Linked DNA regions of Mus musculus: regions 1, 3, 4, 5, 6 and 7 are each linked to region 2. Evidence: chromatin contacts called from public Hi-C and promoter capture Hi-C data. All regions are on one chromosome and are shown on one strand. The core of a region is the stretch at or near the end of the contact, and the rest is flanking DNA. Distances in the headings are between cores, read along the strand shown. Region 1 holds the start of Acadl (acyl-Coenzyme A dehydrogenase, long-chain). Region 2 holds the start of Bard1 (BRCA1 associated RING domain 1). Region 3 holds the start of Arpc2 (actin related protein 2/3 complex, subunit 2). Region 4 holds the start of Chpf (chondroitin polymerizing factor). Region 5 holds the start of Kansl1l (KAT8 regulatory NSL complex subunit 1-like). Region 6 holds the start of Lancl1 (LanC (bacterial lantibiotic synthetase component C)-like 1). Region 7 holds the start of Rpe (ribulose-5-phosphate-3-epimerase).

Evidence for each region. Promoter capture Hi-C pulls out the DNA fragments that hold promoters and counts their contacts. Hi-C and Micro-C count contacts between places; a contact is called where the count stands out from the background.
Region 1: a promoter capture Hi-C map of pre-B cells shows a contact between it and region 2. The contact joins the promoter of Acadl here to the promoter of Bard1 in region 2.
Region 3: a contact with region 2 is called in a promoter capture Hi-C map of pre-B cells, with 1.8 times the contacts expected there. The contact joins the promoter of Arpc2 here to the promoter of Bard1 in region 2. A contact is called at or near these places in 1 of 39 promoter capture datasets (pre-B cells) and 1 of 484 Hi-C or Micro-C datasets (the G1E-ER4 cell line).
Region 4: a contact with region 2 is called in a promoter capture Hi-C map of pre-B cells, with 3 times the contacts expected there. The contact joins the promoter of Chpf here to the promoter of Bard1 in region 2. A contact is called at or near these places in 1 of 39 promoter capture datasets (pre-B cells) and 1 of 484 Hi-C or Micro-C datasets (CD4 T cells).
Region 5: a contact with region 2 is called in a Hi-C map of CD8 T cells, with 11 times the contacts expected there. The contact joins the promoter of Kansl1l here to the promoter of Bard1 in region 2. A contact is called at or near these places in 3 of 39 promoter capture datasets (the C10 cell line and pre-B cells) and 4 of 484 Hi-C or Micro-C datasets (CD4 T cells, CD8 T cells and natural killer cells).
Region 6: a Hi-C map of CD8 T cells shows a contact between it and region 2, with 4 times the contacts expected there. The contact joins the promoter of Lancl1 here to the promoter of Bard1 in region 2. A contact is called at or near these places in 1 of 39 promoter capture datasets (pre-B cells) and 1 of 484 Hi-C or Micro-C datasets (CD8 T cells).
Region 7: a contact with region 2 is called in a Hi-C map of erythroblasts, with 17 times the contacts expected there. The contact joins the promoter of Rpe here to the promoter of Bard1 in region 2. A contact is called at or near these places in 2 of 484 Hi-C or Micro-C datasets (CD4 T cells and erythroblasts).

What each region holds. Positions count from the first base shown.
Region 1 is chr1:66,861,600-66,865,349 of GRCm38.p6, reverse strand. Acadl (acyl-Coenzyme A dehydrogenase, long-chain) reads left to right here and starts at 2,041. Exons shown (of 11, transcript NM_007381.4): 1 at 2,041-2,177. The coding sequence starts at 2,101.
Region 2 is chr1:71,101,526-71,105,153 of GRCm38.p6, reverse strand. Bard1 (BRCA1 associated RING domain 1) reads left to right here and starts at 2,182. Exons shown (of 11, transcript NM_007525.3): 1 at 2,182-2,486. The coding sequence starts at 2,347.
Region 3 is chr1:74,234,781-74,238,452 of GRCm38.p6, reverse strand. It overlaps Arpc2 (actin related protein 2/3 complex, subunit 2), which reads right to left and starts at 1,936. Exons shown (of 10, transcript NM_029711.2): 1 at 1,554-1,936. The coding sequence starts at 1,627.
Region 4 is chr1:75,477,390-75,481,099 of GRCm38.p6, reverse strand. It overlaps Chpf (chondroitin polymerizing factor), which reads left to right and starts at 1,629. Exons shown (of 4, transcript NM_001001566.3): 1 at 1,629-2,308; 2 at 3,282-3,710. The coding sequence starts at 1,995. It overlaps Tmem198 (transmembrane protein 198), which reads right to left and starts at 1,568. Exons shown (of 5, transcript NM_177056.4): 1 at 1,215-1,568; 2 at 703-907. The coding sequence starts at 868.
Region 5 is chr1:66,815,439-66,819,074 of GRCm38.p6, reverse strand. Kansl1l (KAT8 regulatory NSL complex subunit 1-like) reads left to right here and starts at 1,480. Exons shown (of 15, transcript NM_001122738.1): 1 at 1,480-1,701.
Region 6 is chr1:67,036,561-67,040,164 of GRCm38.p6, reverse strand. Lancl1 (LanC (bacterial lantibiotic synthetase component C)-like 1) reads left to right here and starts at 1,293. Exons shown (of 9, transcript NM_001190985.1): 1 at 1,293-1,670. The coding sequence starts at 1,590.
Region 7 is chr1:66,699,431-66,703,417 of GRCm38.p6, reverse strand. Rpe (ribulose-5-phosphate-3-epimerase) reads right to left here and starts at 2,587. Exons shown (of 6, transcript NM_025683.3): 1 at 2,390-2,587. The coding sequence starts at 2,511.

The sequences.
Region 1 (3,750 bases), core at 792-3,291, 4.2 Mb after region 2:
CAAATGTTTATGGTTAGAAGAAACTCAGTCTTTATGGAATGAAAGAACGAATGAATATGTATTTTTGCCCTCCTCAACCATAAGCACTCTTCACTTCCTATCACACCAAATGTAAACTACCTGGTTAGATACTTAGTACTCATTTAAAAATGCCAATCATTGCCTGCCAGTGACCACTGCAGACCTGTGAGCCTGGCCCTTTGCAAGAACTGATCCACTAAATCTCCAAACTGAGAACTTCAAATCCAGGAAGTTGCAGACATAAATTTGCACTATACTCTCTGCTAAGGTCTTGCCCAGAGATTATCTCCCTCTTGGCCTGGATTTCCTACTTTCCAACATAAACTTTCCAGTTAGACAGGTTCCTTTGCCCATCGATTCCTTTCTTCCATCTGGAGAGCTTTCCTGATTTCCCCATCACATCTTTTTCCTAATTTTCTTTTAATGCTCAAGTTTAGGCTGCCATTGACATTTCAATAACTAAAAGCATGCCCTTCCTTCGTCATCGTGGCAAATGTCAGAAGCCCTACTTACTCAGATACTAAGGCAGGAGGATTGTTTAAATGTGCAGAAGTTTGGGACAGTTGTCTGCGCAATACAAAGAAACCCTGCCTCATACCCTCTAAAAAGGCATGCCTGTAGAACTCTCAAGCAATATGTGTAATACTCCTACAAGAGAAATATGGCTCAAAGGGGTTTGTGAAATCCTGGTTATTGTTCAACCTTTCATATCATTAGAATACAGCTGATCCTACACTTACAAGCTTGTTTCTTATATGTATGTGTAAGGCCTGAGTCCGATCCCCAGGAATAAGTGTACACACACACACACACACACACACACACACACACACACACACACTACTTGTTTGTTTTTATTTTATAAAAGGAAACAATAACTTCATGATAAACCAGATGAACAGGATCTTAAACAAACGTGCCTCCAGTTAGCCTTAGCAAGAATGCAACAGAGCAAGGACACACACCATTTGCATTAATTCTGCCACTAGGAAACCCGGGGAAAAAAAAAAAAAGACAAAACAAACAGCCCCACCCCCAACCAGATCAAGTTACTCCTAGAAAATAAACGACTCTTCTGAGCATTTGTAAACATAGCCCTAGGGAAGCAGAAAGACAGGTAGATCACTACCAAACCGGCTAGCCAAATCTATAAACTCCAGGTTCAGTGAGAAACCTGGAGGGCAATTGATGAAGACATCTGATAGGAACTTCTGGACTCCACATGAGTGCACGACAGACAGACGACACACATGAATGAAATGTAATCTAAAATTATTTTTTTAAATAAAAAAAGACTATGTTTTCCAGATTGTTGGTGCCGTGAAACCCTAAAGCTTTTCTTTGAAACATTTCTGTATGTCCTACTCAGTGGGCTGTCAGTAGTTGATTGCTAACACAAAATGTCTTTCACTTTCACTATTTCAGATTCCGTAACTGTTGTTATTAGAAAGGCCCCCTTGCCTCCTTAGAAATCGATGTAATGTACACATTCTTTAGAGTTCAAAACCTGTCAGGCATTTCCCATTACAAATCATCAAATCCATAAACCCAAATAATACATGTCCTTGAATTGAACCAAAACAACAACAAAAAAAGGAAACAACCATATGCGAGTTCAAGTACTATTGGAGAATTGAACCAATTGTTATTCCGTTATCAAATATACTTACTTATTTATTTTCAAAGAGTAGCTACAAACGTTTGCAAGGAAAAAAACAAAACCAAAACAAACAAAAAACCCAAACCAAATCAGCACAATCCTTTACAGTGAGTACTCATACATTTATCGACATTCAGAGAGCTTTCCGAAGTTAGAAAATTAACTCCATGCACCTTTCAGTGCGGGGGTGGGACGACTCTCCAGGGAACCCTCGCTCAGCCCTGCAGCCGGGAGGGGAGGGCGCACGGGGCGTCGCGCAGAGCCTGGCGCAGACCCCGCCCGAGCTGGCGGCACCGCCCTGCGGCCCGCAGTTGGCTGTCCCCGAGGCCCGCCCCACCGTCCCGCCGTCCGGCCGCCCCTCTGTCCGCCTGCCCCCGCCGCGGAGCCCGCCAGTCCCGTCCGCCGCCGTCCATCCCGCCATGGCTGCGCGCCTGCTCCTCCGCTCCCTGCGCGTCCTGAGCGCCCGCTCGGCGCCACGCCCGCTGCCCTCCGCCCGGTGAGTGCGGGTACAGCCTGGGGTACCGGCAGCCGGGGCGGCGGAGCTCTGGGGATGGGGTGTGACGCGCTACGGTCAAGCCGGGGCGACGCGGCCGGAGGAAGGGACCGGGCCTTCTCTCCGGAACCCGGGGCTGCCCGCTGTGGCGTGGAGAACTCGGGGTGTCCCCACCACGGTCCGCCGCGCCCCAAAAGGCAAGGCAACCCCTAATGCTCGCTCCAGGCCTGGGCCCCGCCCCACGTCCTACAGTGTCCCGTGAACTGACTTTGAAAGTGTTGTCCCAGCTTTAGCGGGAGCGATCACCCCCTGGGCGCTCTGCCACCGAGTAGTGCGACCTTTAGCCCAGTTGGAACGGAGACTGGGGACTGCCACCTGACAGTGAACTTGGGACTTGGTGTGCGGAGGCGGGGACCGGAAGACCAGAGCAACTTCAATCATCCCGACTCAGGCGTCCAGGCGTAGGCCCCATCTGATAAATTAGTTGTACACTTATTACTAAATCCTTAAACTAATTAAATGTAGAGGGATTAATGGGCAGCTCCCAAGAGCTTTAGAGACTTTTGGGGGTGTTTATACTGAGATCAAGTTTTACCTGTCTAAAAATCCATTCCTTGGATAAAGCAGACTGGAAGTGTAAAGCTTTGTTAATTATGGTGGCAGGACATTTAAATGAGCTAATTAGCACATTGTTGCGAAGTACAATACAGTGCTGTGGTAAAGCTTATCCATCCGGAGGAGACTTGGGAAAGTTCCGAGGACTTTAAGATAGGAATGCTTTTCTATTCTCCGGAGGAAGTGATGTTCTGACGCTCTTAAAATTAGAGCACCCTGAAGATGAACAGAGACACCTGCATCGGTGGCAAAGGACAGGCCAGCTGACTCATTGCTGGATGCTGCGAAAGGGTGTGTTCCTATTGTTCTAGCTTTTCTTATTTCTTTTTATGTTAATAATATTTCTGTATTTTTTTAATTAGAGAACCCCCCAAATGATCTTATTTTGATTCAAGTGTGGGAAGAAGCTCTGCCTTACAGAGGATTATTGGAGAATGGTCAGTGAGCCAGGAGCTATAGTTTTATCGTCACGGGTTTCTTAAAGGGTTATGAGTATAATGGCCAACGATCCAGTTGAAAGGCAGTCTGAGTCAGCATTTATGGAGCGAGGCCTAGGCTGAGCCCAAGAACGTTTACATCCAGCTGCCAGGGCCTGAGTGTGCCAATGGGTCATTTCATTTAGTCTGACTTTTTTTTATGTAAATGAGGCTTTAAAGCGGTGGCCCAGGCCTGTAATTCCCCCTCCACACACACTGGAGGCAGAGGCCAGGGGATCATGATGAATTTGAAGCTTCCTTGGAGCTGCTTAGTGAGACCCTGACTTAAAAGACAGAGAAAACAACGGACACTAGCCTGAAGGCTATTGATTTGTTCAGTACAGGTGTCTCCAAACTGAAAATTGATGTTTCACCAAACTTAACTGCCAAGTAAATGATAGCAGGAAAGTGTTTATTTATGCATTTCTTTTTTCTGTAGTTAGAAATATTACATTTTTTTTCTTAGCATATTATAGGGTGTACCA
Region 2 (3,628 bases), core at 933-3,432:
GTGAGCTTTGAAACCTGGGGCTGAGAACATAGCAGAATAGGCCAGGACATGCCCGGGTAGGCCCGTCGTCATATGTCCTGACTGTCCTAGTGCCTCCCTATCTCCCACCCTTCTGACAGTCTGTTGGTGTTTAAATGGACCAATCATGTGAAACCGAGCCAATTCCTCCCCCAGCCCCATCCCTTTTCTATAAAAACCCCTAGCTTCCAAGTGTCGGGGTCGAAACCACTGTCTCCTGAGTGAGATACGTTTTGAACCGGAGCTCTGCCATTATGACTCCACCATGTGGTCGACACCTCTGTCTCCTGCGGGAGATATGTGTTGGCCCGGAGCTCCGTCATTAAACTACCTCATGCTTTTACATCAAGATGGTCGTCTTTTCTTGATTCTTGGGTGCGCGCTGAACAAAAATTGAGTGGGGGTTTCCCCACTAGGTTCTTTCAGGGGCAGACACATTGGTTCAGTCCCACACTGAATTTAGCCTCAAGTTGTAGTATTCATAGGAGGCTTGAGTCAGATAATTAAGTGAAGCACTTGCGATATATAAGAGTCCAAGAACTCAAACTCTCAGCTCTATTTAGAGCTTTATATTACATGTCCACCCTGGTTCTATAAATGCTCATATAAATGTGCATGCTATGAACTGTGAGGTTAAAAGTACCTGAGAGACTCTACATTCAGGATCAGGAAAACCTTTCAAGCATTGATGTTTGAGCTGAGATCTGAAGGAGTACTGCCTAAGAGGAAAATTCCAGGTTCCAAAGTGAATCTTTGTGTAAAAGCCCAGAGGCAGCTGGACCTAGGCTTTTGATGAAGAAAAGCTCCACGGGAGAATAATGGCATGCTTTCCCAGGTTGGCATAGGCCTCATATCTCATCAAAGAAATAGCTTTAGAGTTTTATTTGTTTGTTTGTTTGTTTATTTATTTGAGATAGGGTTTGTCTTGACTGTCTCAGAACTCTGTTGACTAGGCTGGCTTTGAACTCAGAGATCCACCTGCTCTTCCCCCCCCCTCCCCCCATTTCCATGCCTCTAGTGCTGGGATTAAAGGACCTTCCAGGCCTTTCCACCTTTAGAGTTTAATCAGGGTAGTGCCAAGACTAATTTTGTGTTTGGTAATGTCTTGTATATCTTTAGTGAGGCCTAAGGATGGGAGGCAATCTAGGCAGATGTGTGGATTCCAGTAAGAAGGAACAACTTTAAGGTAAACAGAGGCAGCTGGGGCGGTTAAGCAGAGACAGAGAAATAAAAGGGGATATGCAAGAATGTGTTCATAGGTTGGAAGCTGTGGAGAGGGCGGGCTGTGCTTGCCCAGTGTTAATATTCAGATCCGCAGGAGGGTCTATGGATTTGGCTGGTAGAATACTTCTAGCATAAAGGAGGCTCTAAACTCAGTTCAGCACCATGTAAGCTGGGCGTGGTGGTGCATATCTGTAATCCCCTATCGCGCAGAGGTGGAGGATCGCAAACTGAGAAGTTCAAGGTCACCCTTAGCTTCACAGTTTAAGCTAGGTTGGCAAACAGACGCCGTTTCAAAAAAAAAAAAAAAAAAAAAATCCCCGGGGAGGGTAGACCCTCTAGCAAACAAAAACGTTTTATGCAGTTTATCATATTTTAAAAGCACACCAGAACTTCTAAGAGATGCCCTTGGTCGGATATTTACAGCTAGTTAAAAAGTGAAATTGAAACTTAGTATTTAGCGGATTCTTATATCCTACAGCAAGGAGAAAAAGAGAACTTTCTTATATAAAGGGTAGTACTTTTATTGTCATGGGAAAAGCTTGTCCAAGTTCAACAGTAGCTTGAATGCCACTCTTTGTAGATGGCTTCAGCGGCAAGCTCCTGAGGCTATGGGAGGGTTAGAATCCAACTTCTAGGTAAGCACAGTTTCAGTAAACTGAGAGGGGGTGGGAATGAAACCCATGGGGAGCCCCGCCTCTTTGAAGGCGTGGCCTGAGGCCCCGCCGCTCAGTTTCCCGCTCAGGAAGTTTGAGCGCGCTATACCCCGCCTCCTAGGGCCACAGGCCTAGGTGACTTCTCCCCACGCCTCCTCAACCCCGCGCCTTGGCACTTTGGTTTCCGCGGTCCGCCCTACACCTCCTGAGGGCGTGGCCTCTCAAGCCTCGCCTCTCCATTTCCGGAACTTGGACCGCATTACTAAAGCCCCGCCCTCAGGCCTTGAGGGCGTGGCCTAAAGCCGGGTCCTTCCATCTCTGAGTTTTACCGCGTTTCAGCCTCCGAGCCGGAGGCGTCCGACCAATTCAGAGACTCCGCACGCAGCAGGATCCGGCGGTGACCAGCGGGGTGCGGCGCTAGAGCAAACCTGACCTCCCCTCCTCTGTGGGAATGCCACGCCGGCCGCCGAGGGTCTGCTCTGGGAACCAGCCTGCTCCCGTGCCCGCCATGGAGCCGGCTACCGACGGGCTTTGGGCCCACAGCCGCGCGGCGCTTGCCCGCCTGGAGAAGCTGCTGCGCTGCTCCCGCTGGTAAGGACCGGCCTGGCGACCTAGTGTCGTCTGTCCCTCCGTGTCCCACTCCTGAGTTTTCTGAGTGGCTTCCCAGCCACCTGCAACGAAGATGACTCAAACGGCACTTTTCGAATTTTCGCGGGAGAACTGCCTTCGGGGCGTGGCTCAAAGCGCAGCTCGTTGGTCACTCCCCGAAGGTGACGCTCGGAGCTGAGCCGAGCTAGTGCTGCTGGGGTCCTGGAGTTCGGTCCTCTGGGAGCGTGGTCCCGTGGTTGCGTGCGGGGCACAACAGCCCCTGTGAGGCTGACCTTTTGGTCCTTTCTCTAGTAGCAGGCTCGGCGTGGGGAATGGGAGGCTAGGGACCTGGTGACCGGTAGTTTGGCGATGGCAGTTTGTTGAGCATCGCAATTTTAACTTAGTTAGATTATGGCCCTGTACCACTGATCCTCCAACATGCCCTCTCTTGGATTTTATTCAGTCTGAAATGCACTCCTAAGTGGTACTTTCTTACCTGAGGCTGTTTATCGAATACTACCAAGAAATATACTTCTTTCCCCTTTTTTCTCTTTGGCAGTAGCGAATGTTAAGCCTTCAGTCTTTACTACAAATACAGTGTTAACTGCAACTTTTTTTTTTTTTTTTAAAGTTAACTGGCAACAAACTTTGCACTTACGTTAAATTATTCTTTTTTTTTTTTTTTTTTTTTTTTTTTTACAAACTCTTAGTATTTGAAAGAATGGCATTGTATTTCTTAGGAGAGTGGCGATTCTGTTAACATGAACACGTTCTGAGTTCTGCTTGTGTTTTCCTAAAGCATACGGATCATCCTGGGTGTAGACATACATCGGAAACTCAACTTCTAGTTGCAGTAGCAGGCCAGTGATGACGCACATGTTGGATCTCAATCTGTGGGTCGCGACCACTGGGACACACATTTAGGTCTTAGGAACGGAGACCCAGCTTAGTAGCAAAATTACAGTTATGAAGTAGCAAAGAAAAGAATGGTATGGTTTAGGGTCACCACAACGTTTGGAACTATATTGAAGGGGTTGTAGCATCAGGGAAGGTTGAGACCCAACCACTGCTTTAAATAGTTGAACCACAGTTAAACTCAGATGGAAACACATATTCTTCCACTTAGAATGTGTCAGACCACATGA
Region 3 (3,672 bases), core at 687-3,186, 3.1 Mb before region 2:
AGCCATTTATCTTGTAGATCAGCTTGTAACCACCCAGGACTCATTCTTTGCTAGTCAAGACTTGAGAATGTATGTATTAAGATCAGCAGTGAAAATGCAGAAGTTATTTTAACTTCCTCCTTTGTGCTACACTAATTAAAAAAAAAAAAAAGCACGCACCCCCCTCACCCACAGTAAGTGCCCTGTGTTGACTAACTCCAAAACTCAAAATGCAAAGAAGCTGCAGACAAGAAACAAGTGAGGTGCACAAATGCTCAACTGCAGTCCAGGGCAGGAAACAGCATGACACTGAATGCACCAATTCAAGGAATGTCCCATTTTGTTTTGCAGGTAAAATCTGTAACCTTACAAAAGAGACGGAGCAGACAATGTATTCCGAGTAAGTAGTGGGTTCATGCTTTCGATGTCTGTGAACCACAAGTTCATTACAAATGCTTAGAATTAAAGGGGGAGAATGAATGAATTCCCCCTCTCCCAGTCCTCTTCCCTCTGTGGATCGGCAAGCACTTTCCTATTTCTAGTTCCTAGTTCACAGAAAACAGCCTGCACTTATTTCCTAACTGTGAAACCAAAATGTGAAGCCCCACCTTTACCAATGAGGAAATGAGGCAAAGGAATGGCCACAGGCCACCATAAATTAGAACCTAAAACCCAATTCCTCTGCTCAGGTTTTAAATATATTAGAGAGGCAACGCGGCTTTAAGGGAGGAGTTTGCTTTTTTGTGTATGACAGAGAGGGCTGGAAATACGTCCCATATATTAAGATGCTGATGTTATAAATGGTTATCTTAAGAACTTTATAGATTCTGGGAGCAGAAGCAGCTATTAACCCAGTCGGCATTACTACAGAAGAAATCAAAGACCGGGGTCTTTGATAAGAATTTAAGACACACAACCAATAAGTAAATAGAGCAAGCTTGTCTCGAGAGCTAAAGAGAGTGTGGATGGAGAACCGTTGGCTTTGCCTAAAGGATATATAACAAAATGGCTAGTTTCACAGTAGGTTAGAGATTTTTTTTACCCCCCTAGCAGCCTGGGTCTGCTTTCAGTCTTGCCTCCTGCTTTTCCTGGGGTCTCGAGAGATGGGGGTGGGGAAGCAGAATGCTGGTGGCGATCTGGGCCTACACGTTCTTCCCACCTCGCCCTGGGAATTCCTGAAAACTCCATTCAATCCAGCTTCCCCAAAAGGGTCTCTCTGGGTTCGGTACAATGACGGAAAAGACAGAGGGAAGTGCACCCCTCTCTTCCCCCCTGAGGACCGTAGGCTCTCGGGCGTGACTTCTGGCCTCGGCTGCCCTCACGTCCTACAGGTCTCCTGTTCTCTGGCACGCCTTGCCCCTGTCCTCTCGCTGCTTCCGCATCCCTATCTCAGCCTCTCCCCACGCATCTCAGGCCCTCGGCTCACCGCGCCCCGTGGCTTCCCACGTCCATCCTGCCAGGGAAACCCTGAAGCCGCGCCAGGTTCCCGATTTGTCCCCCTCTAGGGCTGGGGAGCTGGACGCCACCCGGGATTTAGCTGGGGTCAACTCGGCCTCCTCCCGGCGTGCGCTTACCCGGCGGCCGCGTTCTCGAACTTGAGCGCGAGCGTCTCCTCGATGATGCGGTTGTTCACCTCCAGCAGGATCATGGCGGCGGCTGCCCCGGGCAGGGGAAGGAGAAACAAGGGCGGTGAGGGTGGGCAATCGAGGGTAGGACGGAGGGAGCGGCCCCGCTGCCCCTGACGAGGGGGGCTGGGTGCGGTAGGTGAGGGGAGAAGGGGACGGGGAGCGGGGTGGGGAGAGGCGGACACACGCGCTGGCCCGGCACGCGCTGCCTGTAGCAGGCAGCCACCACCCGACCGACCTGGCCCCCGAAGCTTCAACCCGCCTGCCGAGCCGCCGCCGCCTCCGCCGCCGCCTTACTTGACGATCCCGGTCCCCGCCCAGCCCCCGGCTCCAGCCGGCCACTTCCGCTCTCACACCCACTTCCGCTCGCCGCCCGCACGCGCGGCCCCGCGGCGCCATTTCCGCTTCGACCTCGCGCGTGCACTCGCCCGCAAGCGCGTCCCGGTGAGGAGGCAGGCAGAGGGCATGCGTGCGCATGCGCCACACGCCGCCCCGCTCCTCCTGACCAGGAGAGTCCTACGCTCACCTGTCATTCCCCGTTGTCCGTACAATCCACCTGCCCCTTTCGCGAATATTCCAGAAGCCTGATTCCACCCTTCCGATATTATTTCAGAAGCCCCCTTAAGAAGCTTGTTTGGGGTGGGGGGGATCCCTTGCTTCCAACTTGTGGGTGCTTTTTGCTCATTCCGTGCTTAGGGCTACCCTGCAGCACCGTTGTGCCTATTCTTCGCCAGCGACTGTTTAGTGGCCATCTCTCCTTCCCAGGGATACAGTGATTAATGCAATAGATGAGGACTTGACCTTCTAAAGCTTATGGTCTGCTAAAAGAAACGCAATAAAAGCCCGGCGTGGTGGCGCACGCCTTTAATCCCAGCACTCAGGAGGCAGAGGCAAGCCTGGTCTACAAAGTGAGTTCCAGGACAGCCAGGGCTATACAGAGAAACCCTGTCTCGAAAAACCAAAACCAAAAAAAAAAAAAAAACAAAAACAAAAAACCAACAACAACAAAAACGCAATAAATTCCACGTTGTTATTGGGCAATAAAGGAAAGGAATCCAGATGGGCCTTAGGGATTCCTGTCATACCTTTATTTCTTTGCTTAAGTGCCGCCACCGCCACCTGTCCTTTCAGCTTGGGTACCATGTTTCCACTTTTTTCTCTTCCAGGAACAATTTTAATTAAGCCTCTTCTCCATGCAATAAAAAAAAAAATTTTGTTTGATATTGATCAGAGGACACCTTTTGGTAGTCAGTTCCCTTCTCTCTCCAACACATGGATCCTGAGAATTGAACTCAGGTCATCGGGCTTAACAACAGGCACAACTTGCTGAGCCACGCCCTGGCCCTGTTTGTCCAGATTTTTGAAAGAGGGACTTGCTCTGTAGCTCTGGCTAGCCTTGAACATGTATTGGTGTCTCCAAGTTCTGGGATTCTCAGTTCACACCAATATGCCTTTCTTACTTCATTTCAGTTGTCTCTAAAAAAATCTTTTTTGCTGCTTGTGGTGAGGCATACTTTTAATCCTAGCACTCGGGAGGTGGAGACAGGCAGATTTCTGTGTGTTCCAGGCCAGTCTGTTCTACACAGCAAGTTCCAAGCAAGCCAGAACTGCATGGTGAGACCTTGTCTCTTGTCTCAAAGCAAATGAACAAATATGGAATTCTAAGATTTATTATTATAGGGAGAGTACATGTGCATCGTGGTTGTTGAGTGGAGGCTGGAGGACAGCTTTTGGACATTGGTTATCTTCTTCCACTGTGGAATCCTGGGATGAAAGTCAGGTCATCAGCCTTGCCTAGCAAGTACTTTACCTGCTGAGCCATCTCTCAAACCCCAAAGCACAAATGTGTATGCTAAGCAATAGAGTCCCACTAGCTTTGCTAAAGATGACACCTACGACGTGTCTAATCTTTGCCTGAGTTATTATTTTTTTTTCAAGAAGTTGACAACAGCATCGTCTTTCTCACACTGAGGCCATAGGCCCCTCAGGTTTAGGCAGGTTTCTGACAGCTGACCTGTCACCTACAGAGGGACAAGACTCCACCCTTAGAAGGTATTTGTGCTGCCCT
Region 4 (3,710 bases), core at 380-2,879, 4.4 Mb before region 2:
CGACTGAGCGGCAGTTAGTGCTCACCCACCCAACCTCACTGAACTATGTAATCCATGCTGGCCTTGAGCCTCCCTTCCCTTGCTTTGGCTTCCTGGATGCTGGGATTACAGGCATACCACGCCCTCCCCCATACAACTCTTCACAGTAACCATTCTTATGGGAATCTGCCTTGTAGGCGATCTCCATTTGTATGACTACCATCCAGCCCACTCTGATATGTATCACAAGTGTGAATATTCCAGGTCTCGCCCCCACCATGCAATATGCCCTGTGGTAAGGAACCATGCTAAGAGTTTTTATTATTTTATTTTAGTCTGCTTATCCTAAGTGATCCAAACATATCTTCGCTACGATAGTCATTATTCTTTGACCACCTACTAATTCTTGTCTATATGAGACAAACACTGTTGTCTTTGTCCAAGTGAAAAAGCTGAGACCCAGGTTAACATGCCCATTACATCACAGTGACTAACATACAGAGCCCGGTTCAAACTCAAAGAGCCTAATTCAAAACCTGCTCTCTGTAGAATCTAGAGTCAATGATCTACAAATATACTTGTGATCAGCAAGAGAATGATACCGCCATGAGGGTGGGGTGGGGGTGGGGGTGGGATGGGGTGGAAATGATTCTCGAGACACCAGAAAAAGGAACTTTAGGGAAACAGTAGAAGGCCACAGGTGAGGAACGAGGGGGATCTCACCAAAGAAGCAGTAGACGACTCCAAACAAACAGCACATGATGCAGACGAGGGCCGGCAGTGCCTGATACCTGCGCTCCAGAGGCTGTTCACAAGGTGCACCCCAGAAGGTGTCATCCGGCTCCGGGGGCAGCAGCTGAAACCGCAGAGTTTCCATAGTACCCGGCATAGCGCCGGGAATGGAAGGGGGTCACCCTCCCAGGACAACCTGACAGGGAGGAAATTGGGGTCAAGAGTCAGTTGTGGGTCTCCACTACAATAACAGTGCGAGTGGGGGAATTCAGCAAGGGCACAGTGGACAAAGGAATGGTTGCCCACATCAGGCAGCTCTAGAAGCATCTCTGGAACGGGGAGCAGAGACAAAGGGAAACAAGTGCCTGGCTAGAGGCGGCTGGGATGGACTTAAAAGAGGGACTAGATGGGGCTAGACGAGGAGAGGGAGGGTGCCGCTGGCAAAAAGAGGCAGCCTGAGCACCATCTGTGGGAGGCTCAATTTGGAATTGTCCAAGATCTACCTGGGCCGGAGGTGACCGGAGCTTCCGAGCAAAGGAGGGTGTGCAGGGGCCGGAGGAGCCGGGGTTGTAGGACACCAGAGGCTCTGACTGACTGGGGTCCGGGCAAAGTCTGCCGTGCGAAGGGGGCTGCTGGGCCGGAGAGACGGGTCTCTGTGCGACGGCGTCGTCGCCCCACCTCCGACACCGGCTGGCACTGCAGCTCCACAGACTCGCGCCCGGCTCGGGGAAGGGAAAGGAGCAGGAGCTCGGGCTGTCCCGGAGCCGCGGCCCCATGCCCTGAGCCCGCTGGCGGCCTTTGGTGCTGATGGACAGCTCCGGCCTCTGCTCCTGACGTCACTCAGGGTGCACCATCCTGGCAGGGGCGGGCTGCTTCTGACGTCATCCGGGACGCACCAACCACGCAGGGGGGAGACAGGGGACTCCGCCCCCGGCGTCTGCCTCTCCGGCGCTGAGGAGGGGGCACTTCCGGGGGTCCTTCCCCTTTAACCTCCTCCCCTTCGTCCCTCTCCGCTAGCTGACGGCTAGACCCCACCTCGGGGGCGGGGCCCTGTCGGTGACACGTCGGACAGCGGCCGCCTTGGAGGCCCGGGCGCGCAGTGCTGCTCTAAGGGCGGCCGACCCGCCCGGGGATTCCGGGCTTGAGCTCCTACCTCTGCTCGGCGGGGAGGGAGCGGGCCCGCCTGCTGGGCCTGGGCCCTCCGGATCCGCCCCCTCTTCGGTCCCGCCCCCTCGGAGCCGCCTCGGGCTACGCGGGGGCCGGGGACCCGCTGTCGGGACGCCATGCGGGCGTCGCTGCTGCTGTCCGTGCTGCGGCCCGCGGGGCCCGTGGCCGTGGGCATCTCTCTGGGCTTCACCCTGAGCCTGCTCAGCGTCACCTGGGTGGAGGAGCCTTGCGGACCCGGGCCGCCCCAACCCGGAGACTCTGAGCTGCCGCCGCGCGGCAACACCAACGCGGCGCGCCGGCCCAACTCGGTGCAGCCCGGATCCGAGCGCGAGAGGCCCGGGGCCGGCGCAGGCACCGGTGAGAGCTGGGAGCCTCGTGTCTTGCCCTACCATCCCGCGCAGCCAGGCCAGGCCACCAAGAAGGCCGTCAGGTACTGATCCACTCCGTCCGCCCTAACACCCCCCCCCCCCCCCCCGCAGGCACCAGCCAGGATGCGCGCGCTAGGGAGGCCGCCAGAGGCCGGGTCAGGCTCCGGAAGGAAGGGGCCGGCCGGCCAGGAAGTCCTTGGGCCTCGATTACTTCCTATGACCCTGCTTGCAGGGAGACAGAGGGCCAGTTTGAAGCTTTTTCTGGATCCCGTCCGGATCTGAGCTGAGCTAAACCGACTCCACCCAATTATACTCCAAAGACCCTCTTAGCCCCCCACTGGTCTGTTTAGGATTAGAAAAATGAGTGTTAAAGAGGATAAGTGTATAAAGAGGGGGAAAGAAAAAGGAGGGAACTGGAATTTACCTGTATTTCATTCCTAGATGGGTTTCAAGGGCCACCTTGGGATGAGATGGGAGAGGGAGGAATGTACTCATCACATTGATGTCTCTGCCCACGCATTGAAGTAATTTCTTCTAAGTAACAGTGAATTCCAGTTGTACAACTTACCTTCTACCTTAGGAAGGTGAGTCACTGCCTTAGTTTGCCCCTCTCCAAAAGACATTCTCTACACCACTATGCCGTATGCTTCTACACATCATTTATAGGACATATTGGGGGGGCGGGGCTGACAGCATATTCATGTTGCAGGGAGCATCTGCAACAGTGTGCCAAGCATGTTACTGTTTAAGTGCAATCTGTCCCATTTTACAGATGGCACCGATTAAGTAACATGTTCAGGGACACAGCCACTAGGTTGTGAAATCTGGAAGTAGATCTAGTGTATCTCTTACCTGCATCTGCCTTGGAAGTGCTGTCTCCTAGATGCAACACTTTCTGTGAGACCAGTATATCACTTAAATCATGTCTCGTGGGAGAGACAGTCTTATCCTCCCGTTCGTGGGTGCCAAACAGGTCCAGAGGAGAACTAACAAGTGAAGCTGTGTGCTATCTTGTTCCTAACTGTCTTTTCCCAGAACTCGGTATATCAGCACGGAGCTGGGCATCAGGCAGAAGCTTCTGGTGGCAGTGCTGACCTCACAAGCCACGTTGCCTACACTGGGTGTGGCTGTAAACCGAACTCTGGGACACCGACTGGAGCATGTAGTGTTCCTGACCGGTGCGAGGGGCCGCCGGACACCTTCAGGCATGGCGGTGGTGGCACTGGGCGAAGAGAGGCCCATCGGACACCTGCACCTGGCGCTGCGCCACCTGCTGGAGCAACACGGCGATGACTTTGACTGGTTTTTCCTAGTGCCTGATGCCACCTATACTGAAGCGCATGGACTGGACCGCCTAGCTGGCCACCTCAGCCTTGCTTCAGCAACCCATCTCTATCTTGGCCGGCCGCAGGACTTCATCGGTGGAGATACTACCCCAGGCCGCTACTGCCACGGGGGCTTTGG
Region 5 (3,636 bases), core at 231-2,730, 4.3 Mb after region 2:
TATGATTTAACAATGTAAGAGACAGTGTTGTTTTCTGCTCCAATAGTTGGATGCATATCATCTCCACCTAAGGGTACTGCTTTCTAAGTTATTCATGCCTTCCTCCCATTTTTTTTTTTTTTGTGAAGCCTTTAAAATGAATGCCCAGGTGAATACAGGATCTTAGAACTGCTTGATCACCGTTGACTTCTCAAACGGCTATACATCCACTGTGCAGTTTTGTTTTGGGTTTAGACACAGTCTCAGTATGTCGCTATGATTATCCTGGACCTAACCACTAGACTAGGCTGGCCCACCTGTGCCTGGGATTAAAGGTTTGTACCATCACTCCAGACCCTACCACATTCTTTAAGTGTTTTACCCATCCCTTTAAATATGACAAATATCCAGTGTTTACTTTTTCCTCCAACACACTGTTAGTCCATGATTTTTAATTGAATGAAGGCAAATCTATTTTCTGGACTGCCCATCCTTGACCCATATTGAGCAATTATTGTTCTGAGTAATTTTTATAACCATTTTCCCTACTGTAGGCAGTTTATCATAAAAATTATTTCAGCTATTTATTCATGTACTAGAAAAAGAAAGAACAGTTAATTTTCCAACTCTGGTAATGTCTTAAGTATTGCTTCTTTATGACTTCAATTCTATACACTCCTGCCTGTAAGCCCTTCCAAATAAATAAGGTAGAAGTGATATATCGATCTAAAAATTCTAGTGCCTTTTCACTTCCTACAGCATTCTAGTGAAAATCTGCTTAGCAAAGCGTCTAATCTATTATCTAAGGAGCTATATTTAGGCTATCGTTTTTTTCTCAAGCATCAAGTTCAAGCCTGGGGAAATGCCCGGGTGCGTTTAACGGTGGTGAGCTGCGAGCTGCGAGCTGGGCCAGGTGCAAGACTCGCTCGCAGAGATGTTTCTGTCTCTAGCCAACTGTTTCCATTAAAATCCCGCTGGTCTGCGCTACCTCAGAGTTAACTGCAGAGCTCCTTAATCATAAGCTAACTCAAATGTATCCATGGCAGGTCTGCCACCTATTTTAAGGTCCTCAGAGGTCCGACAGAGCATGACTCGGGATCGAGCCTCTGGGACCCATAGAAGCAAAAGGTTGGAGCGTTGAGGGCTGCTTAACCCTCGGCCTGGCCAGGACGGCCCTGCCCGCCCGGAGTTTCCAGGTCTTATTTTCCTGTAACAGACCTAAAGAAACCGCAGCGCCCCGCAGCACGGCCGGCGGGGTGACTTTTGCGGGCTGGCACCGGGGTGGAGAGAGCGCGGGACAACGGCGGCGCGGAACGCACTGGGAGCCGGCAGAGTTCGGCCACCGCGCTCAGGCTGCTTTCAGAACGCTCCCAGCGGCTTCCGCGGGCCCCGCCCCCGCCGGGGTTTCCCCGCCGCCCGTCTCATTTGCATGGCGCGCCCCTCCCCCGCTGCCATTGGCCGGCGCCGGGCCCCGCCCTCCCCCACTCCCCTCCCTCCGCCGTAGGGTTCCGTCCCCCGAGCGCCCGGAGCTGCGGGCAGCGGGCGGACTGTTAAACCGCGGCGGCGGCGTCAGCCGGGGCGGGAGCGGGGCGCGCTCTGGAGACGAGTCGGCGGCGCCCCGGGTGGGGGGAGGCGGGCGGACAGCTAGAGATCGCCTCGGCGGCCCCCACCACGGCCGGACCGAAGGTGCGGCGGCGGAGGGCAGCCAGGGCGCCCCAGCAGGCGAGTGGCCGGCGTCGCAGCGGCGGGCTGAGGGGGGTGGGTCTCCTCGGCGGGGGACGGCGGCGGCGCGGGGCGGGAAAGAGCGGAGAAGACCGCCGGGTGGACTCGCGGGCTCGGCGTCCGCCGGGCAGCCCCCTTTGCACCCCGAACCCTGCTTGCCGTTGGACTGCGGGCCCCGGCACAAGACCGTGCTTTGGGGCAGGGGTCGGACCGCAGCCAAATTTAAACGGCTAAACCTAACAGCCTTGGCAGACACGGCGGGGAGGGGAGGGCGGGGCAGGGGGCGGGCCTGGATTCGAGTCACGTGGGGATGGGGCGGGGCTTGGCAGGCCTCCCTTTTGTTTTGGCTGGCGCGTGCGCAGAAGGCGGAACACGTGGTTTTTCTTGGGCACGCCCTCTCCCTCCCCCCCCCCCCGCCCCCCGCAAGGCTGGAGCAGCGGCGCCTGTCCTGGGGGTGTGGGGCGCTCTGTGGGAAGCTTTCCGTAACGCTGAGCTTGGCTGGCCAGCGGCGACATTAATTTCTTCTTATTTGGGGCCGTTATGGATTTGGCCTTTAGAATTGTTTGGGGTGGAAGGGAGTGTTGTGGTTTATTGAAAGGTAACCGGTCCGAGTTGGTGTTGCTGCTTGTGCCCAAGAGGGGAGAGGGCTAGCTTTAAAAAAAGAAACAGCGTTTGGTAAGGAGAAATAAATGCAGGACGGTGTTGTGTGGTCCCAAATCGGGGAAGGAGCTGTTGGGATCTGCCTTGCGAGGAGCGGGCGCTGCGTGGGCGTCCTCGGTACCCCCGCAGAAGGCGCGGTGGCGGTTCCCTGTCCTCGCTGTTCCCATCGCGGGTTCCCGGGAGACTGGAGTTGTGGGAGTCACCTTCTGGCTTTGATTCCCCCAGCTTGGACGCAGAATGTGCCGGAGAGACTAAGAAAGATTGGCCGCCGCCGCCGCCTTTAATAGTTTAACTTTGTGTTTGTAGAAAGGTTTTTAAATCCTGATTGGATAGGGCAAGTTTGATAGCAACATAACTTCCCCGAAACTGTTCCTGAGCACAGCTGGCAAAACAGGCAGGATTTGAGGGTAGAAGTAGTTCTAAAAATAATTCGACAGTGGAGGGGGAAAAGCGCAGGTGTGGAACGCAGACTGTTTAGTAATGCCGGGGGTTGATTTCTGCGGTTTCCAGAGAGCTAACTAGCCGTTTCCTTGGGCAAGTCACAGCCTTGCTGATACATCTGTTTCCTCTGGAAAACCGTTTCGTAATACAGTTCCTGCCTTAAAAGAGTGTAATGAAGATCACGTGCCTTGTGTTAGTGAGCATAAATCACCACGTAATGTGGTGGTGTAACATAACGTCAGTTTTTAACAAAGCTAGCATATTTTTGGAATTTTAAGAATAAGCCGTGAAGTAAGATATTTGATTTTCGCCAGATCTGTTGCACTTTTTGTGTTGTTTCTGGCCATGTAACCAGGCTGGCCTCCGGACTTGCTGTGTAATCCAGGTCCCCTTTAGAGCTGACCTAGGAACGTGTGCCTAACTGCTGTAACTTTAAGTTTCTCTTCACGGTTTGAAAGATCACTGTCAAGGTCTGCTATCACTTCTTATCTATGTATAATTTTCCCTAAAACTGGAGAGCATGCGTTTTCAGTTAATTTAAAAGTAGAAATATTAAATATTCTCTGAAAAACGATTTTAATAACTGCTTAACATTTTCATCATTTGAGTATATTTTTAGTTTTTCCTATTGGCAGATGTTTGGGGTTTTTCTAATATTTTGTGTAAATTATTACACAAGTCTTTGAAATAGTATACTCCCCTTTCCCCATTAGATTTATAGGAGTCTGAGCCGGTTTTTAAAGTTTTTATGCTCTTGTGACACCCCAATTTTGAGCATGTATTAATTTACTCATAGAGGTATAAATGTGTCTCCTGCCATAGCCTAGTTCATCA
Region 6 (3,604 bases), core at 44-2,543, 4.1 Mb after region 2:
AACTGACATTTTATGATTTTTATTTTATTCATTCTGTCTCTCTCCTTCTCTTCTCCCCTCCCCTCTCCCTCCTTCCCTCTTTCCCTCCTGTGTGTGTGTGTGTGTGTGTGTGTGTGTGTGTGTGTGTGTGTGTGTGTGTGTGTGTTTGGGGTCGGGGTGTTTATGGACACCAGAAGACAGCATTGAATCAGCTGGAATTATGCTGATTGTAAGCAGCTCAAGGGTGCTGGGAATCAAACTCTGGACCTCCTGGAGAGCAGCAGGAGCTCTCAGCCCCTAGGCATCTCTCCTGCCCTTGACAGATGTGAACTAGACCCCCTATATTCTTTGAACAGAGAGGTCCCAATGCATCCCGGGTAGGATTTAATTTCCAACATAAAATTTTCAAACAAGAAGACTGTAAACACTGAAATGGCTCTCCAATCTTTGTCCTTTTTTTTTTTTTTTTTTAAGGGTTCAATATGTAGTATCAGAGTCTAATTTAGGCTACTGAGCGGACTAAATTTCCTAAGGGTTCTTTTGAGTTTTTGCATAGTTTCCCTGATGTTTTTATCATTTGGTGCCTTGCCCACACCCTCCTGAGCACCTTGAAGTAAAAAATGTCCCCAAAGTAGTTAGCATATTCTGTTTTTTGTAATGGTAGTGTGTTGGAGCTCACAGAGTCTGGTGGGGTTTGTTTGTTCTTTGAAACAGGGTTTCTGGTTTCTCAATAAAACTCTGGCTGTCCTGGAACTTACTCTGTAGACTAAGCTGACATTGAACTCAGAGATCTGCCTCCCTCTGCCTGGTCTTCCAAATGCTGAAATTAAAGTCTTGAACCACCACCACCACCAAACCCACGTGGCCAGCCAGGTGGTGGTGGTTGGGTTTGTTGTTTCCGTCACTGTCATTTCTGTGTCTCTTTTTCCCTCCTTTTAGAAACGTAATTAGAAGATGTAAAGGCAAACACACCCCCTACCCCCACCCCCTACACACACCAATTTCATTTTGTCAGTTAAGACTTCAGTGTGTAATTTCAGTTTGTAGTTAAGACTTCGGTGTGTAGACTTGAAAACGGTCCTTTCCCTTTGCAGGGAAAGGGGACTTCGAACTCCTGGAATCTAGAACTGAACTTTCTTTAACAAGGTGTTTATAAACGAGTGTCGGAAACCTGGAGCCCCACCACCGCTGCCCACCGGGAAAGCATCAGAAAGTGCGTTGTGTCTTTAAGAACTTGAAGGTGGGAGGCGGGCCTCTGCCTTCTCGTGCCCGTTGATTGGCCAGGCCTACAGGAAGTGGGCGGTAAACGCGCCGCATCTGTTATTGTCGCCGCTGCGCGGTTTGCGGAGCCGCTGGAGAGGCGTGCGGGTTCCATCATCTCCGTGTGCTCCCCACTCGTGGGCGTGGGACGTGGGTGAACAACGGGCTCCCTTCCTCCCGCGGGGCTCCGAGCAGCGGCCGCTGTCCCGCGCGCTTGCGGAGCGGCTGCCAGCCGGGGACCGCTCGGAGGGAAGGGGCTGTCAAAGGGCCTTCAGTCGCGTCCCAACCCCAGGTCCCAGCCCCCCTTGAGATCTCTCTTTCCCCTGTTCTGCAGGTTCGCTTGCGGCGTCATGGCTCAGAGGGCCTTTCCGAATCCTTATGCCGATTATAACAAGTCGCTGGCCGAAAACTACTTTGATTCTACTGGGAGGGTGAGTTGAGGCTTGCCTACCTACCCTCTCTCCCCCAGCTCCAGGGCTCCGAAGGACATCACTTCTGCCTAGATGATGGGGACGCCCATCTGTCCCCCGCCAAAGATGTGTGATTAGATCAGACTTACATAAGTATCTAAGTTGGGATACACTGCGTCCTAACATATTGGATAGAGAATAAAACCCATTGTCAACATCACTAACAGTGATGTCAGTTATAAAAATTGTCTTCCAAGTTCACTCCCTAAGTGGCATTAAGGGAGATGAGGAGCCAAGTTGTCTTCATAGGTGCCATGTTTTTCATTAGTGAGTGTGCGCAAGTTAGGACAGAGTCATGAGTGCAAACTAGAGCGTGGAGAGGACCACGTTAAAGGCATGGTGCTGACAGAAATGTATCCAACAGGCCCAAAATCATTTGTGATTTTACCATTTTTCGAAGCCTATAAAGCTGAGAGCGGTGAGCCAACGATTAGAAAAACCATTTGTACTTACACTGGTTTGCCCACCACCAGGCACTTAGAGAGGAGAGCCTGGAGGTGTGGCACCAGGGACCTGTTTTCTCATGCCTTCTGGGGAGTAGGATTATTATTATTGGAATAGAAACCTGGTTTTTGAGCCCTGAGAGAGAAACTAAAAAGTGTGCACTCACTGTGTAGCCCAGGCTGACCTTGAAATCACTATCCTCCTGCCTCAGCCTCCCCAGCACTGGGCGTAAAAGTGTATGCCAGTGGCCATACATTTTATCAACTTGTTTCTTTGAAATGCTATGACTGTGCAAAAAAAAGAAAGAAAGAAAGAAAGAAAGAAAGAAAGAAAGAAAGAAAGAAAGAAAGAAAGAAAGAAAGAAAAAAAGAAAAAAAGAAAAAAGAAAAGTGTTTTTAGGTAGCTGTGAAGAGTTCACAAATATGTCTGGCTTATGTGGTGTCAGCTCACCCCTGAAAACACCTTAGTTGGTCATGCAGTAGCAGGGAGGGACAGTGGAGGTGCAGTGTGGAAGGGTATCAAAGTGTATGGCCTCCTGGGACAAAGCTTTGTGTAATTGGAGCCCCAGGGTCCTTCTTGTCATCATGAGGGCCTGTGTTCTGCCTACCTCAGCAGATCTGAAGGTTTGAGTCAGTCCTGTGATCAGAGGGAGAGAGGAAGGTGTGCCTGCCACTTTGTGCTGACTTGGCAGAAGTGTCCTAATGATGGAACTTCAGTCTTAGGCTGTAGGATGCTCAGTTTACACAGTTAATTCTTATTCTTCTTATTATTATTATTATCTTTAGTTATTACCTTTTATTGCTTCAAAAAATTAATTTATACACTTCATGTGGGTGATGTGCAAGCCTGTACATGTTACGGCTGTGTAGAGTCCTTTCTTGCCTTGCCTTGTCGAGGCGCAGTCTATTTCTGCTACTATGCGGTGTACTCCAGGCTAGCTGGCCCACAGCCTGGGTGACTCTGCTCTCTGCCTGACATTTAGCTGTAGGAGCACTGGCATTAACATGTGTGTTGCTACATGCAGCTTTCTACATGCTCTGAGATCATGGCTGGGTAGTCATGTTTCACAACTAATACTTTTGTGTGCTGACACGTCTTGGCCTGCTTTCTTTGGGTTTTTGAAACGCTAACTAAAGCCCACACTGGCTGGCCTTTAGCTCCAAGTAATCTTCTTGCCTCAGCCTCCTGAGTACTAATACTATAGGTGTGAGCCACCATACCCAGCTGTCAAAATCAATCATCCATTCATTTCTTTTTTTTCTCAAGGCAGTGTCTCACCTTGTAGCTCTAGCTGGCTAGGAACTCACTCTGAAGTCCAGGGTACCCTCAAACTCAGCAGGCTCTGTCTTTGCCACCAGACCGGGTATAACTTTAATTCATTTCTAAGGGACAAAAAAAAGGACACCAATGCAAACTCTGATCCCAGATAACAAGGTGGTGTATGGTAGAAC
Region 7 (3,987 bases), core at 1,338-3,837, 4.4 Mb after region 2:
CATTCCAGCTAGCATTCTGCCATGGTGTGTTTTGTGCTTTTCTCAAAATGTGTTTCCAGAAAAACAAACCTGTTCTTTACTTCAGATATTTAACCATACTTGTGTCTGGCCACCTAGTGTTTCTTAGCCTAGTTTCTGACTTTCTAGATAAGATCAGTTTGAAACAGAGAAGAAAACGGAGGGGTGGAGAGTAAGCAGAGGAGGCTGGCCACCTTTGTAAAGGGATCCCACAGCTCTCTTCTGGAGACATCAGGCTTTGTCTATTCTGCCAGAGTGATGGGAAAGGAGCTGTACTTCCCCAAACTGGTTTCCTCTTTTGCAAAAGATGAATGGAAATAGCTTTTACTTCAAAGGAAAGAAAAAAGGTAGGTATAGATTTAAAGGCATAAAAATTGTTAAAAGTAGAACGATTTAAAATAATTTTTTTGCCTTATTTACTAACTTAAGTCTGATATGGGGAAGGGGGCCAGCTGGGGGAAGGGGGGGGCATCGGTGATTCTCAGAGATGCTTTCTACTATTACTAAGCAATGATAACATGCTTTAATGTCTCTTATCAAGGAAAGTCAGATCCTGCTCTTGGAAAGTTTACAGTACACCAGGAGAGAGAGACATAGCAATATACCTTACTCTTCACGATAACATATTAACCTCAAAGAGTACCTGGACAGCCCACAGAGCCCTGGCCCTACACAAAGGACCAGATATCTAAGGAATTCTGAGAGCAGGAGACACAGTCTCATCCAATACCAAATGGCCAGCTCTGAAAATATACACACAAGTGGCATTATACAGACTGAGCAGGTCAAATTTATGTATTTAGGGATATATGTGTGTCTGTATTTTTACATATGTATTTAATAATATTTTAAAAGGTCATGGTTTTGAAAAAGAGCAAGGAGGTATAGGGTCTGTGTGAGGGTTTGTGGGAGGAAAGAGAAGGGGGAATGATTTAGTTATATTATATAGAATCTCAAAAACTAGACACGTTTAAAAATAAGGTTAAAAAAGCTGGGCACACTCAGGAGGCAGAAGCAGGTGAGGCAAGCCTGGTCTACAGCAACATTTGTATTAGCAAAGTGAAAGCACTGGTGTCCACCCCTCCCCTCTGCATCAAGCAGGCTCATTACACCTGCAGTCTGTGCCATGCTAGGACCCCTACATTTTCTCAGGCATCGAAATCAACACCATCTCTGGGGTACACATTCCAGCCGGTCAAGGGCTTTCAAGTAAGTGTTAAGAAAAATGAGATTTAACCACGGAGAGCCAAAAGAAACAAAACTGCTATGGACAAAACAGCAGTGATGTTAAAAAGAATTAGTGTAACTGAGTGTGGGGACCCGTGCCCATAATCCCAGCATTTGGGAAGCTGAGGCAAGATTTTGAGTTTGAGGCCAGTTAAGATTTATACAGACCTTGTCTCAAAAAAACCAGAAAGAACAGCAAAACCTCCAACAAGAAACGAAACTGATGTAAATAACACATATTTGCCAATGTGACTGAGGGCAAACAGATTTTGCTTATTTGAAATAAATTTATTTTTCTATCTCACTCCCAAGGTCTTTTATAATTTTATGTAAACTTTCGGTGGGAAATGCTAGTCAAAAAGCCAAGAAGATTCAAGTTCCAAGTCTGTCACAATCTTCTGTAATCTTGAGCAAGTCCTCCAGCCTCCTTTGGGTCTAGGTTTGTTTCCTCACTTTAGAACCAACTTAGGAAACTTGTACCCTGATTCTGAGCATTATAACTACAGTGCTTAAAAATTACTTACAAAAAAACTGACCTCCCTGAAGAGCAGGGTGCCTGAAGAGAAAATAGACAGGAAAATCAGAATTCGAATGGGTTATTCGATACAACTAACAACTGCAGAGAATCTGTTACACGCCAGGCACTGGACTTGCTCGTTTCAAGTTCCCCAAGACGCGGAAGCGTTCTATGATCAATAATCCTTCCATTTTCCTCACACTGAACCCGAGTCCCAATCAAGGCTGAAGCGGCTTGCCTAAGACAAGTCGGCAAGTGGTCGAACTCCGGAAGCCCATCCAGGTGTCAAGCTGAGGCTGTCTGCCGGCTTTGTCGAGAACTAGTTAGTTATCTGAGTTCGATCGAGCAAGTCGCGCCTGTCCCGTTGGGCCTCAGTTTCTCTACGAGTTCACCAGAGGAAGATCCTGAACACTGGAGGTGGCTCCCGGGTCCTATCACCACAGGTTACGGGGTGGCGGGGAAAGGACCGGGCCCCAAAGTCAGCCAGGGCCGGCTCGGTGCCCTCGGCAGCGCGCTTGGCCAGGCAGCCCGTCGTCGCACAGGGGCGCCGTGCACCCAACAGGCGCTCGCTGAGGTGCAGCGACGCCGACCCGCGCGGCCAGCCCGCCCCGAGCCCCGCGGAGTTACCCGTCCATTACATCCAGGTGCAGGTAGTCGGCCCCCGAGTCCAGCATGCGCAGGCACTCGGCCCCCAGGTTGGCCAGGTCGCTGTTGAGGATGGACGGGCCGATCTTGCAGCCCGACGCCATGGTGCCGGTTCCCTAGAGCGAGTGAGCCCACGAGAGCCCGGGCCAGCCAAGACTCCGTCCCGATTGGGCGCGCCGCACTGGCTCCGCCCCCTCCCACCTCGCACTCTCTTCCGGACTCTGCCGGAAGCAGCTGCCCTGCGGCGAGGAAGTCCCGCCTCCTCCTGGGGGGGGGGCGTCAGCTGGCTGGCTAGGGGCGGAGCCAGGTGCAGAGCTTCTGCCTTCTGTCTTGGATTTCCAAGGATCTTCTGGCTTCTTTTCCTTTTGAAAGGGAAAATAGTTTATTGAGTACAATGTAAGAAGTTCTACGGGTTGATCAGCTAGACTACCACCTACAATGTAGGAAATTTGTTTTTATTTTTTTCTCTGTTTCATACACGTATAGCATATATTGTGATCATATTCAACCCCATTACCCTTTCTTACCCCAGCCACTCCTCCTGACCCCTTCTTCCCAATTAACTCCTCTCCTACTTAAATAACTTCACCTCACGTGTCTGTAGGTTTTGTGCAGGGAGCCACAGTTGCTTATGCAATCATTAATTGCAGCATTCCGTTGAACTTCCCCCACCCTCTGTCTCTTACAGTCCTCTCTTCTGAGATGTTCCTTAGTCAAGCTGCTGATAACTGGTGACTGCTGAGTACTCAGTGTAGGAATTTTTGCAGTAGCTGAAAGTATAACGTAAAAACAAAATTCTAGGCCTTTAGGCCCAGGCATGGGAATGTGACCTCTGTGACTTAATGATGCTAATCATAAAACAGATAGCGACATTCCTCCACCCACCCGCTTCCTGGGTTCAAAGAGTGTTCATTCAAAGAAAGTCACCCTGACCATTGCTATGCAAATGTGCTATTGTTAGGGGCTCTTAGAAACTGTCTTGAGAGATAACTGGAACAATTACCAGGTATTCCTTGTGACTCTTGTGACTTTGCACTTCCTTGGGACTCTTAACTGGTATCTTTGGTATTTTCCAACAAAGCCCTCCCCACTTCCTTGAGTTGTGGTTTCTTCCTTTAAATACCTCCTTACCCAGCTAATCGGTGTGCCACAGACCTCTACCCCTGCGTGGTGTATGACCGTGGGCCCGAGAGCCCTCTTGAATAAGTTTGCAGTAAGACCGTTTCTTGTGTGATTTGGGGTGTCGCCTCTCCTGAGTCAGAACGTGGGGGAGTCCTCACGTTGTGGGTCTTTCATAGCCAGTCTGATAGAGTTGCTATCCAGCCATAATTCTTGAAATGGATAAGTGGCGTAATGTCAAACGTATCCAGAGTCTGGGCCAGGAAAAAATGAAAAGGTACATGAAGATACACGTGGATAGAACAAGAGCAATTCCTAAAGAACAAGGATAGGGCTCTCATAGTTTTATTAAAAGCATGCTGGTAATTTAGATGCCATGGTTTCTGCAGGGGACACAGTTAGAAGACAATAGTCTTTAATATTCTGACTTGGGGATATACCAGCATTCCGGGTCATAATCC